2 separate regions of the Triticum aestivum genome follow, and region 1 is linked to region 2. The links are chromatin contacts, called in public Hi-C maps. All regions are on one chromosome and are shown on one strand. Each heading gives the region's core, a stretch centred on a gene start, on an enhancer-like site or on the middle of the called end of the contact. The rest is flanking DNA. Distances are from core to core; before and after follow the strand shown. Region 1 holds the start of LOC123111843. Region 2 holds the start of LOC123111841 (CST complex subunit CTC1).

Region 1 (6,942 bases), core at 2,128-4,627, 210 kb after region 2:
GCCGGGCGGTGGCTCCTAGTGCGGAGGCATGGATGGCTGCGGTTCAGGCGGGACATGCGTGCGCAGGGAGGCGGTGGTGGACTGCTCGATCCAGATCTAGATCACGGGCTCCTCCAGTGGGCTGCCTGCTAGCGGCGCGGGCCAAGGCGATGTGGGCTGGCCGTCTCCGATGGCCTTGGCTACTGGAGGGGGTTGGCGTGGCGGCGTGCCACGGTGTGCTAGTACGGTGCGGCTGGAGTTGTCCATCCGGGGGCACGGGTGGTGTAGCTCAGGGCTTCTCGGGCGGCGGTGGGGCGAGGCTGGTGCCTTGGTTGGCAGCAGTCGGTCCGGCGCTTCGGCAGTCTTCTGGTAGGCAGGCAGCATGGATCTGGAGTGAGATGGAGGATGGCGGTCGGCGGCACACAGGTAGAAGGCCGACCTAGTCCGCAGTGGTGCTTGTCGTCGTGTTTGTGCCTTTCTATTGTGTTGTGTCGCTGTGCTGTCGGTCCGAGTTGGTGCCTGGGTTGTCGTTGTGCCGTTAGTCGGAGCAACGCCTGTAGCCGTGGGTGTGGCGGCGTCTAAGCTCGTCTTGACCAAGGTCCGGGACTAGTGTCGGGGCTTGCTTGACGGTGGCCGTCGGCAGCTACTAGGCCGTGTCCCCCCCCCCCCCCCCCCCCCCCCCGCGGTCCACAGGGGTTGGCTGGGGATGCAGGCATGGACGCCTCCTACTGCGGAGGCGACCACCCAGGCCCGATGGCTGATGCCGGGCTAGGAGCAGAAGGATGTGTCTTCTGCTCTTCCTACCGTGGTCTGCGTTGCGATGGTGATGGTTGGCGGTGACTCGGGACATGGATGCCAGGGCGGCGACCCCGAATGATGGTTCGTATGGTGGCCTTCTGGCAGGCTCCATGGCGGAAGTGGTGGCTATGCTTCTTGGTTGCCTGGGCAGCGAGGGGTATAGCGGAGGGTGGTTTGGGTGCTCTTTCAGTTGCCCAGATCCGGATCTGGAGGCCAGTGTGCGTCATGACTGTTCAGGGTGCCCCGTGGTGGCACAGGTGAGCTGGAGAGCGACAGCTTCGTGCTTTGGCACCGGCGACAACGACATCTACGGGTGTCGTTATCTTCTTGAAGACGTCGTCGCGGTTCTCCTTTTCGTGTGAGAGTCTCCGGGTGAAAACCCTTGTCCACCTTGGGCTCGGCAGTGGCGGTGCTCGTGTTCCCCTCTTGAGGGCGTTGTCGTGGAGGCTAGGGGTCCTAGTTCGTGTCATGGCGTTGTAAGGTAGTCCTGTGTTAGTTTGTCGGCAGCATAGTCGCGTGCGTTTATGTTGGCCTGTTATCTAGGGACCTGCTGTCTCAGAGGACTACCTCATCACACTGTATCGTTCGGCCGTGTAACCTTGGTGTTATTGCTTTATATATAAAGCAGGGCGAGAGCCTGTTTCGAGAGTATATATTGAGTACAAGATTTGGAAGGCAAGAAGCGAGTTATTTACCCAAAACCAACACACTTGGGGCTAGGGTAACAACTTGGTACCACATTTGAACCGGGGCACAAAAAACCATCGAAAATGCGCCTAATCTGTAACGCGGAGCACTGATAGTTTGATAAGCTTGCGAAAACAGCAAAACTGACAAGTTGGGCCCACATGTCGGGCTGACATGGCGATGACTAAAAGCTTTGACCAGCTGATGTGGCAAATGAGAATTGGGCCCCACCTGTCAGTGACTAGACGGTCATCTTCTTCCCATATCTCTTTCTTTGAGGCATTCTGTCGAACATCTTTGGGCACCATTCATTTTCCTCTCGCTGGAGAGAGTGAGCAGCACTAGCTCGTCCGCCTCTCCATGGAGGGTCGGCGGGGTAGATGTTCTCACGCCGGGACAGAAGGAGGCCGACGGACTCCGCCGGCCATGGCGACGATGGCACGAGGTCGCCCGTGGCCAGAGTGAGCTCGCCGTTGACCAACATGAGCACGAAGTACCCTGTCGGCGGCTCCGGCCGGCGCGACGCGAGGCATGCGTGCAAGAGGTCCCATGAGAACGCGACGGAGTGGCCGGACACGCTGGGTCATGGCACCCTGAGAACGGCTCTGGTGGCCGGACGATGCAGCAAGTCCGGCATGAGCAGCTGCTGGTGACTGAGGCGGCCATCCACGGGATGCGGTGGTCGCGTCCTGGTCCTGGCCGGCTACTCCCATCGAAGCAGGCAAAGAGCAACGCCGCCACCGCGTGCCCAGGCAACGAGCAGTGCCCTGCCTTACCGCGCGCCCAGGCCGACGAGTAGTATAGGATTGGCCGCGGACGACGGTGCGTGTAGGCACGATAGCGGTACAAGCTGTGGTGGTCGGTTCATCGTTGTGGCCGGCTAGAGGATGGAAGCTCGTGGCCGACGCCATGGCAGAGGCGCTCTGGCCTGCGGGGGTGCCCACAAGATGTTTGTTGAAATGCCCATGAAAAAAGGAGGAAGAACTAAAAAAGGAAAAAAAACAAATACTTGAGTCATTGACAGGTGGGACCTATGTGCAACTCAGCATATTGTCCACATAAGCAGGCCATCTCAGCCCGACATGCGGGCCCAACTTGTCAGTTTCGCTGTTTTCGCGGCCAAATTCCAGCATCAGTGCTTCGCGTTACAGATTAGGCGCATTTTTTATGGTTTTTTGTGCACTGGTTCAAATGTGGTACCAAGTTGTTTCCCTAACCCAAGTGTGGTGATTTTGGATAAATAACTCGCAAGAAGCCTTTCTTGGAGTAGGAGATGGAATACAAATTCTAAATACCAAATACAAGTAACCCAAATATATCTCTAACGTCAAGCATGATATGGAAGACCATGCTCTCCAAGGACATTTCAATACATTACCATCAACCCTCAATCGGATATAAAATCATGCTGCCGACATACGAAGTTCAGAGAATTACGCCACACATCGACATGTGCTACACACTTGCCTGGGCCGTTCACAAGAAATACACTAACCAGCAAGATATACGTACTACTCCTATGTACTTAACCAAATCATCAACCTCCTCAACGTGAACTTGATTCCCATCCCAATAATAGTCTCCGCTACAGTAATACGTACGTGTAACCATTCCAGGTACATTCACGCGGGTTTCACCGATGGCGACGTGAAACCCATCCACATGCATCCGTGGAGCAGATTCACCAAGACGCGAAGCGAGACCAAACGGAAACCCCCATCCGGCGACAAGTGTCCGGGGAGCCCACGAAAGCGAGAACTTGCGCCTCACGAACCCCCCGCCCGGGACACGTCATGGCGCCGCGGTGCGCGGCGATTGGCCCACCAGACGGGCGGTCAGGATCCGACTCACACGTCGCGCCGGGCGCCATCCGGGCCGTCCGTCTCGAGGCGAGCGGATTATATATGTGCCGTGGCCACACGCTCTCTCGTCGGAGTGGTGGTTGCTCCTAGTCGCAGACTTCTTTATTAATCACAATCTGGATCCGGGCACGGGGAGCGATTGACTGATCGACGAGAGCCTGGAGAGCCGGGGGTTTCGCTTCTCGTTGCGTTTGGAGTCTTGCCGGGTCTCGGTTCTCGAGCAGGCAAGAATTTCCTTTTAATTTTGGGTGATTTGTTTTCCTGTGCTAAGATTTTGGATCATCACCCCCCAGTGTTGATCCTGTTGATTTACCGCCTGGATTGGAATTTTTTGGACGGGTTACCTTTAATGGGGCTTCTCCCTTCTCGTCGTCGCGAATCAGTGGAGAACAAGAAACCTTCCCAATTGGAGCGGATTTTCTGTGGTCGCCGCGCTTAGTTTCGAAAGGCGGCACCTTTATTTGCTACCACGCTTTGCTGTGGCCGGAAAGTTACCCATTGTGTCTGTTTCAAGAAATAGATTGGGTTTTCTTTTTTTCTGAGGTGTTTGTTTTAACTTGGCAGATCCAGGGAACACCGATTTTCGTTTGATTTTGCCGAAATTTTTGATCTGATCGGAGCGATCCCGGAGCTTCGCAAGGAGCAAGGCATTTTTCAGGGGGGCCATGGCCATGGGGCTCGGCCGATTCACACACTGGCTCTGGCCGGGTAACGCCGCGCGAGTTGGCAACCACGAGCTCCCCGGCATCGCCTTGACGGGCGCCTCCTTCCCCGAGTTCCCCTCCGGGTTCCGTGAGGCGGACGCTATCGCCTTCTCCAGTGCCGCCGCCGGCCGCCGCACGCGGCCGAGGAGGGTCAAGAACCAGCGGCGCAGTCGCGGGGAGCCCAGAATTGACAGGGAGTACGACATGGTCATCGTGCCGTCCGACGGCGGCGGGTGCCTTTCCGGGTCCGAGTCCGACGACTCCGACTGGTCCATCGGCTGGCTGGAGCCGCAGGCGCCGGAGATGCAGACGGACGGTGACCAGGAGACCTCCTTCGCCGTCCTCGTGCCCTGCTATCGCCGCGGCCGCGCCGAGCAGCCTATGATGCCCCAGGGACGGTTCCTTGGCGCTGGCCCTCTCGCCGATGGCGGCCCCTCCGGTGAGTGGTTTGCTGGAAGATCTACCAAGTTCTTGTGTTTACATTTGCGGAGAGAATTGGGAAAAAACATGCCATGTTTGATTTGTTTATTAAAGCATTAAGTCCTGTGTGATATTAAAAATAATCATTTGCTCTTGTTCATAATATACTCCCTTGGTTCGGAAATACTTGTGAATGTATCTAGAACTAAAATACATCTAGATACATTCATTTCAATGACAAGTATTTCCGGACGGAGGGAGTACTAGCAACAGTTCCCTTTGTGAAGTCAATTTTTGACAAGTCTGGCACCTTTTCAGTTATGAGTTATCCATTGATGGTTTGGGAATAAATTCAGCTTGTGTTAAGCTGGCAGAACTCAGCCTATAACAGGATAAGCCGATAAGATTCGTTCTTCGTGTCTCTTGCTGTTGTACTAGCATTTATGGGGCACAACTACTACTGGTCATATGCTATTTTCATGTTTGGAGCTGTTGATTGGTGGGTTTGGTGGCTTGCTCTATACTTTGGGCTTGAAGATATTTGTTTGAGATTCCTATGCTCAACAGTAGATATGCAATACTCCCTCCGTCCGGAAATACTTGTCATCAAAATGAATAAAAGGGGATGTATCTAGATGTATTTTAGTTCTAGATACATCTCTTTTTGTCCATTTTGATGACAAGTATTTTCGAACGGAGGGAGTACTTAATATGGTTGTTTTATCACTAAAACTCTTTACTATTTCACCAGATAACCCTAGAGGCATCGATGTATGATAGAACCCGTTGACTAATTTTTTCTTCAAAATTTGGCAATCTATAACTTACTCTATGAGACCTCTTCAGTTGTTAAACTTATAGCCATATACCACTTGCTTTGGTTGGTTTCTGCCACTTTGTATGCTGTAGTTGAGGTTTGAGCTTGCTGTGTCAAAATGTGCTACTTCGACTTGTGAATTGATTCTATAACTTTCATTCTTCTTTCAGCATCATGTTTTGTATACTTATGTTGATCAAACAAGGCATCAAATATCCCCGCAAGAAAAACAAGGCATCAAACATATTACTTTATTACTGTTATTGGTTGTCTTCTTTAGTCAATTCGCACCAGCACTGTATTTGTTACTATGATAGTATACGGTCTTTGCCGTATAATAGCACTGCAATTGCTTACCATGTTTCTGATTTGCCATTTACTCCAGTCGACTCCTGCAATTTATTGGTTCTAGAGTGCTAGGTGTGATTGGTGTTGAACATGATAAAGCCACTTCATTGCCTGCTTGTGCCATTTTGATTATCTATGATTGTATTGGATTGTGTGGACGGTCTTTCATCGTAATTCATTTATCTTAAAAGAGTTTTAGTTGCTAGCAATGTTTACTCATGTGCATAGTCTTAGTGTTACTCTATTTATTTCATCATTACAGCTTCTGATATTTTTCTGACACTCTTCTTTCCTTTTTCCGCTCCGCAGATGGAAAGAATTTTGTAGAACAGTGGCTTTCTTCCCTCCAGAACTGATATCTGGAATCTCCGTTAGCTATGCTGTATATATTATTGCTCAGTATCATTATCGATGAAGGAAGACATCAAAACCCAAAAAAAAGAGAAAATGGAAAAAGAACAAAAAGAGAAGCAGCGGAATTTTGAAGCAGCACTTAACGGGTTTGTCCTTCCGGAGGTTTCAAGGTTAATTGTACTCATTGCAATGCAAAGCAAGGCCAATGCTGAACAAGACCAGCTGCGCTGCGCGTCGTAGAAGATTTATTCCTTCTTATTAACCAACCTACGACGACATTTGTAGATATAATTTTCTATCGCATCGTTCATTTTGTCCCACTTGATTCTGGACCTCAACCCTGCTACTGGCATATGTATATATGGTGTCATTTGCTGTGTATATATAAGCTGCAGATGTGCAGCTCTTCAGTGTGCGTGTGTGTTGATGTAGATTGGAACAGGATTGTTCCTTGTGAAATTCAGATGTATATATAAGCTTTTGTGTTTTTGTGGAACAGGTTCTTGGCTCAAGTTTCTGATCTTTTGTTGTTGTTGAGGAAACCTGTGGGGTTATTTCTGTCGCTGCTGATATTTTTACTCCTTCCGTTTCAAAATAGATGACTCAGCTTTGTAGTACTCCCTCCGTTCAAAAATACTTGTCATCAAAATGGATAAAAAAGGATGTACCTAGAACTAATATACATCTAAATTCATCCCCTTCTATTCATTTTTTCGGACGGAGGGAGTACTAACTTTAGTACATACCTGCTCCCGGCACAGTCCGAAGGGAGAAGGTGATTCTGCAATGACCTTGCAAATGTGGTTCCTGAAAGTTCGAGACTGGACTGGAGATTGAAAGTACGGCCTTGCAAATGTGTTTGGACCTATTGATCACTTCTTCTCAACCAAATGGTCAACTTCATTTTTTTTTGCATGAAAGAAGGCATGCATTCTTTTTAAATGCTGAGAACTTTGCGCTGGCGATTACGGGA
Region 2 (7,000 bases), core at 609-3,108:
TACATTTATTTACTCGTTATTTGAAAGACATGTAGTACTAATGAGCTTGCCTGCGGTTCAAAACCCTTTGAAGAGGGAACTTTAGCAGCATAGGTGTGAACCAATCCTTGCTTCTGTTGGTACCTTGCAGTTCAAGAGATTAAGTTAAATAAATTAGAAGGAAATGCAATGGGGTAATATGCTATTTACTCCAGTTAGCAAAGTTACATTTTTTGACCCCCAGATCTCTTTCTTGGAATCTAACTTGAATTTCTGTTTAAAGCATGATGTCAGAAGTAACATCCTGTAAAATGATGGAAAAAAAGATGACCATACCATGAGAACAAATATGCCCCTTCTCAATCATGGTAAACATATCATGCAGAAGTAGAACTATCATAAATTCATACCAAAATTTACCGGGCAGCTCCAAAAAGTTAACAGACTTGCCCAGAAGACCATTATTCTCTGCTCTTGTATGACATCTGCACCAACAGCAAAAACTGTTGAGTGATGCCAGTAACATATGATGCTGATATGCCAAAAGTCGCATCTTACTTCGAGTCCACCACAGAGAAAGCATTTATAGTAATGCTAGTTTTACTGCATGTTCCAAGTAGAACAACTGTCGTCCAAGCAAAATTTAGACGAACCACTCGGAATTTCTTCACAGAAATCTACAAAAGAACCAGAACAGTCACACACACTGGCATTTGAAGTTATTTAATAAAAAATTATGAAAAAATTGCAAACGAAAGTTCAAAACTGCAAATTAGCAACATACAACAGCACCAACTCGAAGAGAATGTGACGGCACGAGCCGCTTATCATCAATTAGCAACCACACGATCTCATCCAGCTCAACCAACATACCCTGCATGTGGATTCCAGAGACTACCCCAGTGTACACTCCACTGCACTTCCCTGGCAACTCATCCAATGGTGGAACGCCCACATAAGATGGGCACCATGACACCATTGTTGCCGTTGATGACACCAACATGGTGTACGAGCCCTTCTTCCCAACGGAGACCATTTTTTTCTTCAGCCCCGTGACAGAAACCGGCCTGCCAATCAGTCGCGCCAGCACGGGCCGCCACCTGCTTGCCAGATCCACAAAGTATACAAACTTCTCCATCTCAAACTTGTGACCGCGGTCAGATTCTGGCTGTGAGAGCTTGCACTGGCGGCACCCACAGCACATCATCTCCGCTATAAACCCGACCAAGTCACTCTTCTGTGTGGCATGCGGGACACTGAACACCACGCTCACCGACCTCACCATCCCAAAAACGCGGCCGCGGGTGGGTAAAGCAGGCTCAGCGTCCACGGAATTAAGCGGGATCGCTGCAAGGAAGCTAAGGCCGGGGACAGGGACAGGACCGGGCGCCTCTGCCAGGCGCCATCGGACTGCCTCGAGCACGCCGGCTTCGTGTTGGCGGACGGAGGGAAGGTAGTTCCAGGCGAGAACGAGAATCTCGCGACCGATGACGGCGGGGTCGAAATCGAGGAGGTAGCAGCAGACAGAGGCGGCGGATGAGGGGTCGGTGAGGGATAGGCAGTGGTTGCGGCAGGCGTCGGCGGAAGGGAGGGAGAGGGTGCCGGCGAGGAGGACGGGATGTGGGATTGGCGCGAAGGGGGCGGTGGTAGGGGCAGGATTCGTGGCGGAGAGCTTAGGCTTTTTGCGGGGCTGTGAGGTGGAGGCGGCGGAGGAATGAGAGGGAGAGGGGGAAAGGAGGGAAGATGCACCAGTGGTGGGGCGGCGGAGGCGGAGGAGGTCGGCGACGGCGAGCCGGCGAGGGGTGGATGCCTCCGGCGGCGGCTCCATGGTTAGGGATTGGAGATTGGACTGGAGGGATGTGGGTTTGGAAAGAAGAGAAGATGAGTAGGCGGGAAGTGAAACCGAGAACGAGGAGTCGAGTGGCGGCGTGGGCCCCACTTGATCGTGGGTTGACTGGTCAAATGAGCTTGACCTCACGTTCACCGTTTTAAAAAGAAACTCTTTTCTTTGGAAAGAAGACTATTATAAAAGTTCATCGAAAGTGTTCCCTCAAAAGAAAAAAGTTCATTGAAAGTGCAAAGCATCTAAACATAATAAAAATTACATCAAGATTTCGAGACCACCGAGCGACCAATACCGTCGCCAGAACAAACCATTGAGGCGTCACTCCCCTGTTGAATTCGGTTTACCTTGTCGATGACAGTGAAGAAGTCTTCGCGCAAGTGCCCCTGAGGACGGCACCATGGAGCTGCAATCGTCGCGTTGAACCCTTGCATAGATATGAAGCATCTGATACCAAATCTCGCCACATGATGAGAAAACCTAACCTCACCTCACCGCCCCGGAGACGACAAGAATCTACGTCGGAGCTCCGTCGACGATGTTCAGATGGATGAACTCGAGGAGGACTGAAACCTGGAAGACAAACTCGACGAAGAGGTGTCGTCATTCGTCCAAGTGCCGCACCTGCGAGGACTAAAAGCCATAACCTAAACTACTGACCGGGTCGTAGGCACGAGGATTCTTCTTCCTGCCACCGAACATCAAAGTGACAGGCAGAGGGGATGCGAGTCCACGGGGCTCATCGGTGAAGTCTAAAGGGGACAAAAGTCATGTTAAAAGCAACTTTGATGGAGTTGCCAAAACGCTTATGGGATCCCTTTTTTTTAGGTTGTTGAGGAGACGTGAAAATTTAGAGTCATTAAGGTATAGTTTATCTGAAACTTTCAATTTTAATTGTAAACCATCAAACAACGATCAAAAGTGAATTAATAACAAGCGACATTCAAAGCACTAAAGGAGTTCTTATAGTTAGGTACAGAATTCGTCGCATGTACATACTCCCTCCTTCCATCTATATAGGGCCTAATGCGTTTTTCGAGGCTAACTTTGATCAAATATTAGAGCAATAATATATGACATGCAACTTACACAAAGCACATCGTTAAATTCGTGTGTGAAAGGAGCTTTCAATGATATAATATTCACATTGTGCATGTCATGTACTATTAATCTTGTCAATAGTCAAAGGTGGTCTTAAAAAACGCATTAGGCCCTATATAGATGGAAGGAGGGAGTATAATTTGCGGCTTAAAATATTGAGAAGCAACATTTGCATTGTCAGAGAGAGTCCATGCCATTGTTCCGGGTTGCTAGCTACTCCCTCCGTTCCAGCACCTGCGAGGACTAAAAGCCATAACCTAAACTACTGACCGGGTCGTAGGCACAGGGATTCTCCTTCCTGCCACCGAACATCAAAGTGACAGGCAGAGGGGATGCGAGTCCACGGGGCTCGTCGGTGAAGTCTGGAGGGGACAAGAGTCATGTTAAAAGCAACTTTGATGGAGTTGCCAAAACGCTTACGGAATCCCTTTTTTTAGGTTGTCGAGGAGACGTGTAAATTTAGAGTCACTAAAGTATAGTTTATTTGAAACTTCCAATTTTAATTGTAAACCGTCAAACAACGATCAAAAGTGAATTAATAACAAGCAACATCCAAAGCACTAAAGGAGTTCTTATAGTTAGGTACAAAATTCGTCGCATGTACATATAATTTGCGGCTTAAAATATTGAGAAGCGACATTTGCATTGCAGAGAGTCCATGCCATTGTTTCGCATTGCTAGCTACTCCATCTGTTCCAAAATAGATGACCCAACTTTGTACTACAAAGTTGGGTCATCTATTTTGGAACGGAGGGAGTAGCTAGTAGTCGAGGATGTCTACTCCTCGTCGGATGAAAGAAGTGCGTCGTCAAGGCCATCGTCGAAGTTGAGCGGCTCGCCAGCTGGCAAGCTCGCGTTGGCAATCGGCCTCCTCAATGGAGCGACAAGCTCGAGTTGTTGCTTCCCTCCAGCTCGTCGTTTGTGGCGATGAGCTCGTCTCAAATACGGAAGGAGGCAGTGATGAGGAGGAAGCAGGTGAAGTTTTACTCACGCCACGACAGAATAATAGGTTTTGGAGTGCACTAAAACGAGCCACCAACAATCTCCAAATAGGGAGGGTAAACCACTCTTTTTGTGACGGCCTCCAAAAGTCATGCAATAGAGAAGTGGGTAGCGACTCTGCTAGAGTGTTCTTTTTGTTTTGCCTCTTCGGCCTTCATATTGGTGATTATTATGGAGGGAGCGGCATATGACAGCTCTCCTGTACTTGGTCCATGCTCTTAAAGCAATTATAGTAGAGTCGCTATATAGACCCAATCGCCATAATAACTGTTAATAAGGGGTTCAACACACAAAATGGCACTCTCATAAAGTCTCCATATGCATCGCGATCGCCGTATCGCTCCGAAAACAACCTCGTAGCCTGCAAACATGGAGATCGTAGAGGCCTTTGTTAGGAGGTCGTGGAGGCCTTGTTAGGAGCTCGTTCCAAACACATTGGTGGTGTGGGAGGAAAGTTTTATCTTTTTCCTCCTTGCGCCAGATGCAGGGTTTGAAGTAGCGTGACCTCCCACGCATGCACCACCAGTGAGGGGGGAGGGGCATGACAGTCAATCACCCGACCTTTAAATGGTGCGTGCGCTCCCTTGGATTTCCATGGCGGCCTGTGGGATGTTGTCATGCGACCTCCTAGCTTTCTTGTGAGGTTAGGAGGTGTGTGAGCATGCGGGGAGGAGGCGTGCGCAGCGTGGTCACATTTCTCACCGAGAAACGCTCCTTGATGGCCGCATGCCGCCTCCCCCCTCCCTAGCTACCCCCTTAATGACACCCATGACGGCTTATAAAAGGTTGGTGCACTCCCCTCTCCCCCTTATCCAGTCCCCTCTCTGACGTCTCCCAGCCCCCTCTCGCCTACCTCCAAGCCACCACTTCCTTGTCAATGCATCAGCAGAAGGAGCACCCTTGCATCTTCTTTTGTTGGGTTGAGAGCGAGCATAAGAAGCCGGATCCCCTGGCCCCTGTTTTGGAATTGTACGACGCGATCATGGACGAGGGCCGAAAGTAGGACGTTGAAAGGGAGCGATGGATTTGGGAGAGCGCGCCCGCCCGGCCGCCCCCGTCGTCCTGTTGTGGGACGAGCGCGCCGAGGCCCTTTTCCTAGACCACCGAGGCCCGCAATGTTGTCACCGCTGCTGACTCATGGACGACAAGGGACAGGCCACCGAGGCGAGTTTTCGGTCCATCGAGGCCCACATTGCCGCATTCGCCACCTCCACCGAGGAATCGATGCAGTCTTGGCCATGAGTAGTTGGTTCTAGGCTAGTTAGTAGTTTAATTAAGTAGTTTTCATATCAATGTAAGCCGCAACATGACTAAATTTTTGCCCTATTTATAGGAATGAAATTGATGCTTACGAATGTGTTCTATGAATCAAACATGTTCTTCTGAATCCAGGATTACTGGGGAAGAATCTATGAGCCAATGACAGGTGGGTCCAATCTGAAAGAAATTTATGCAGGATGCTTTTTGGCGATTCTGTCTTTGTCAAAACCCATTTGAGCCTTCACGTGTTTTGGCGATCGTCTGCATAACCTTTGATGATCCCAAATATGACGACTCTATTAGAGTTGTTCTTAGACTGGGGAAAGGGGGAAGCCATAAACATAATTTCGGGAACTTCTGAATTTTAATGCTAGATCATTTGAATTCTTAGGGAAAAAATCAAGAATTCTTAGGATTTTTAGTATATGTGTTCATTGGATCTTAGAATTAGTTTTTTTTTTTTTTTTGCAGTTCAACGGGTCATTTCATTCCTCCTCGACGGTAGGATTACAATCATGAATTTTAGGCATATAGAAATGAATATGGAGCAAAGTTCAGCCACAAGCTCCCATGCCCAACAGCAGTAGCATTTTCAGCACATAATGAGCTGCAACATTCAAAGGCCTGTGCACAAAAAGAAGAGATATTAAACTATCGAAACCCCTGGTCGACTCCTTAATTTCACCCATGATGGCCGAAATTTCGGATCAGTGAAAATATATGTCCCGCCAAAGATTGGTCATCACATGGGAGTCACTCTCCACCGTAATATTTTAAAGTCCATCCTCACTTGCCCTTCAGATTCCATCCTTGCAGCCAACGTCTCCATGATTAAGGCAGAGATGATGCTTCAGGAATCAGGATACCACTTTGACAAGGCCTATAAAAAGAACTTCCATAATTGTTACATGCACCTTCATGAGCACAGGCCAGGAGAGCTCCATCCGCATTAATTTTTGGGACATTAGGATCCGGAGGTTCCTATTGGGCTTGCAGTTTTGGTTTGACATTTTGCATAAAAATCCATGTATCAGTCATAGACATATTTGGGAAAAATCTATGTTTTCATCGAGTGACTGCTCGTGGGCCATCCAATGATGCCCCAAATTTCCTCAGCACTTCCATCTTGATAGATAGGTATATAGGTGGTTTGATTCACTTCCTCGGCACTAACAGACAGCTGCTGAAAAAATAGCACAATACAACAGCCAAATTCAACCGTGCGTGGAACTCTTTTAAATTTATCAAGGTAATTAAGCAAGAATCTAGACGTTGTCGTTTAAGAAAACTCTCGCCACAAGGTTCTTAGCGTCCAGGTCGGGAGGCTCAGCCTGTTGCTGTTGGTTCACCAGTGTCGTTACGACAAGCGAAGGCAACAAGCTGCACTCTTGGTCCGTCAGAGAACCTTCTTGCCTGCTTAAGCCACACAAGCAGCTGCACCTCACACGATTGAATCCACAGGCACATATTAAATTTTACCGGACGCATACCCTAAAATCAACGGAGTGTAAATTATTAGGCACCGTCTTATTCGCACGACGAGGGGCCCAAGTTTGCCTGGCTGTCGCTTTCTTGTCGCACGTCGACGACATGGACAAGAACACAAGCGAGAGAGAGAGAGAGCGACGAGAAAAAAAACTGCACATACTTCCTCAACAACGAAAATGATGCATATATTATGTGCTCTGGAATCTTGGTGCATATGCATATATTTTGTTATTTAGTCCCATATTTACATGACATGTATACTGACCAAAATCTTGTGCAAAAATGAAGTTTAAATCCTCTACTCGTAGGACTATATTACAAAAGATT

What was found. A called contact is a pair of places that touch in the nucleus more often than the background predicts.
Region 1: a Hi-C map of leaf shows a contact between it and region 2, with 3 times the contacts expected there. The contact joins the promoter of LOC123111843 here to the promoter of LOC123111841 in region 2. A contact is called at or near these places in 3 of 5 Hi-C or Micro-C datasets (leaf and an unstated tissue) and 1 of 1 datasets of contacts at active chromatin or transcription factors (leaf).

What each region holds. Positions count from the first base shown.
Region 1 is chr5B:357,634,483-357,641,424 of IWGSC CS RefSeq v2.1, forward strand. LOC123111843 reads left to right here and starts at 3,378. Exons shown (of 3, transcript XM_044532721.1): 1 at 3,378-3,550; 2 at 3,891-4,469; 3 at 5,925-6,465. The coding sequence starts at 3,992. The coding sequence ends at 5,971.
Region 2 is chr5B:357,428,925-357,435,924 of IWGSC CS RefSeq v2.1, forward strand. LOC123111841 (CST complex subunit CTC1) reads right to left here and starts at 1,859. Exons shown (of 16, transcript XM_044532719.1): 1 at 764-1,859; 2 at 538-656; 3 at 390-464; 4 at 208-283; 5 at 51-113. The coding sequence starts at 1,807.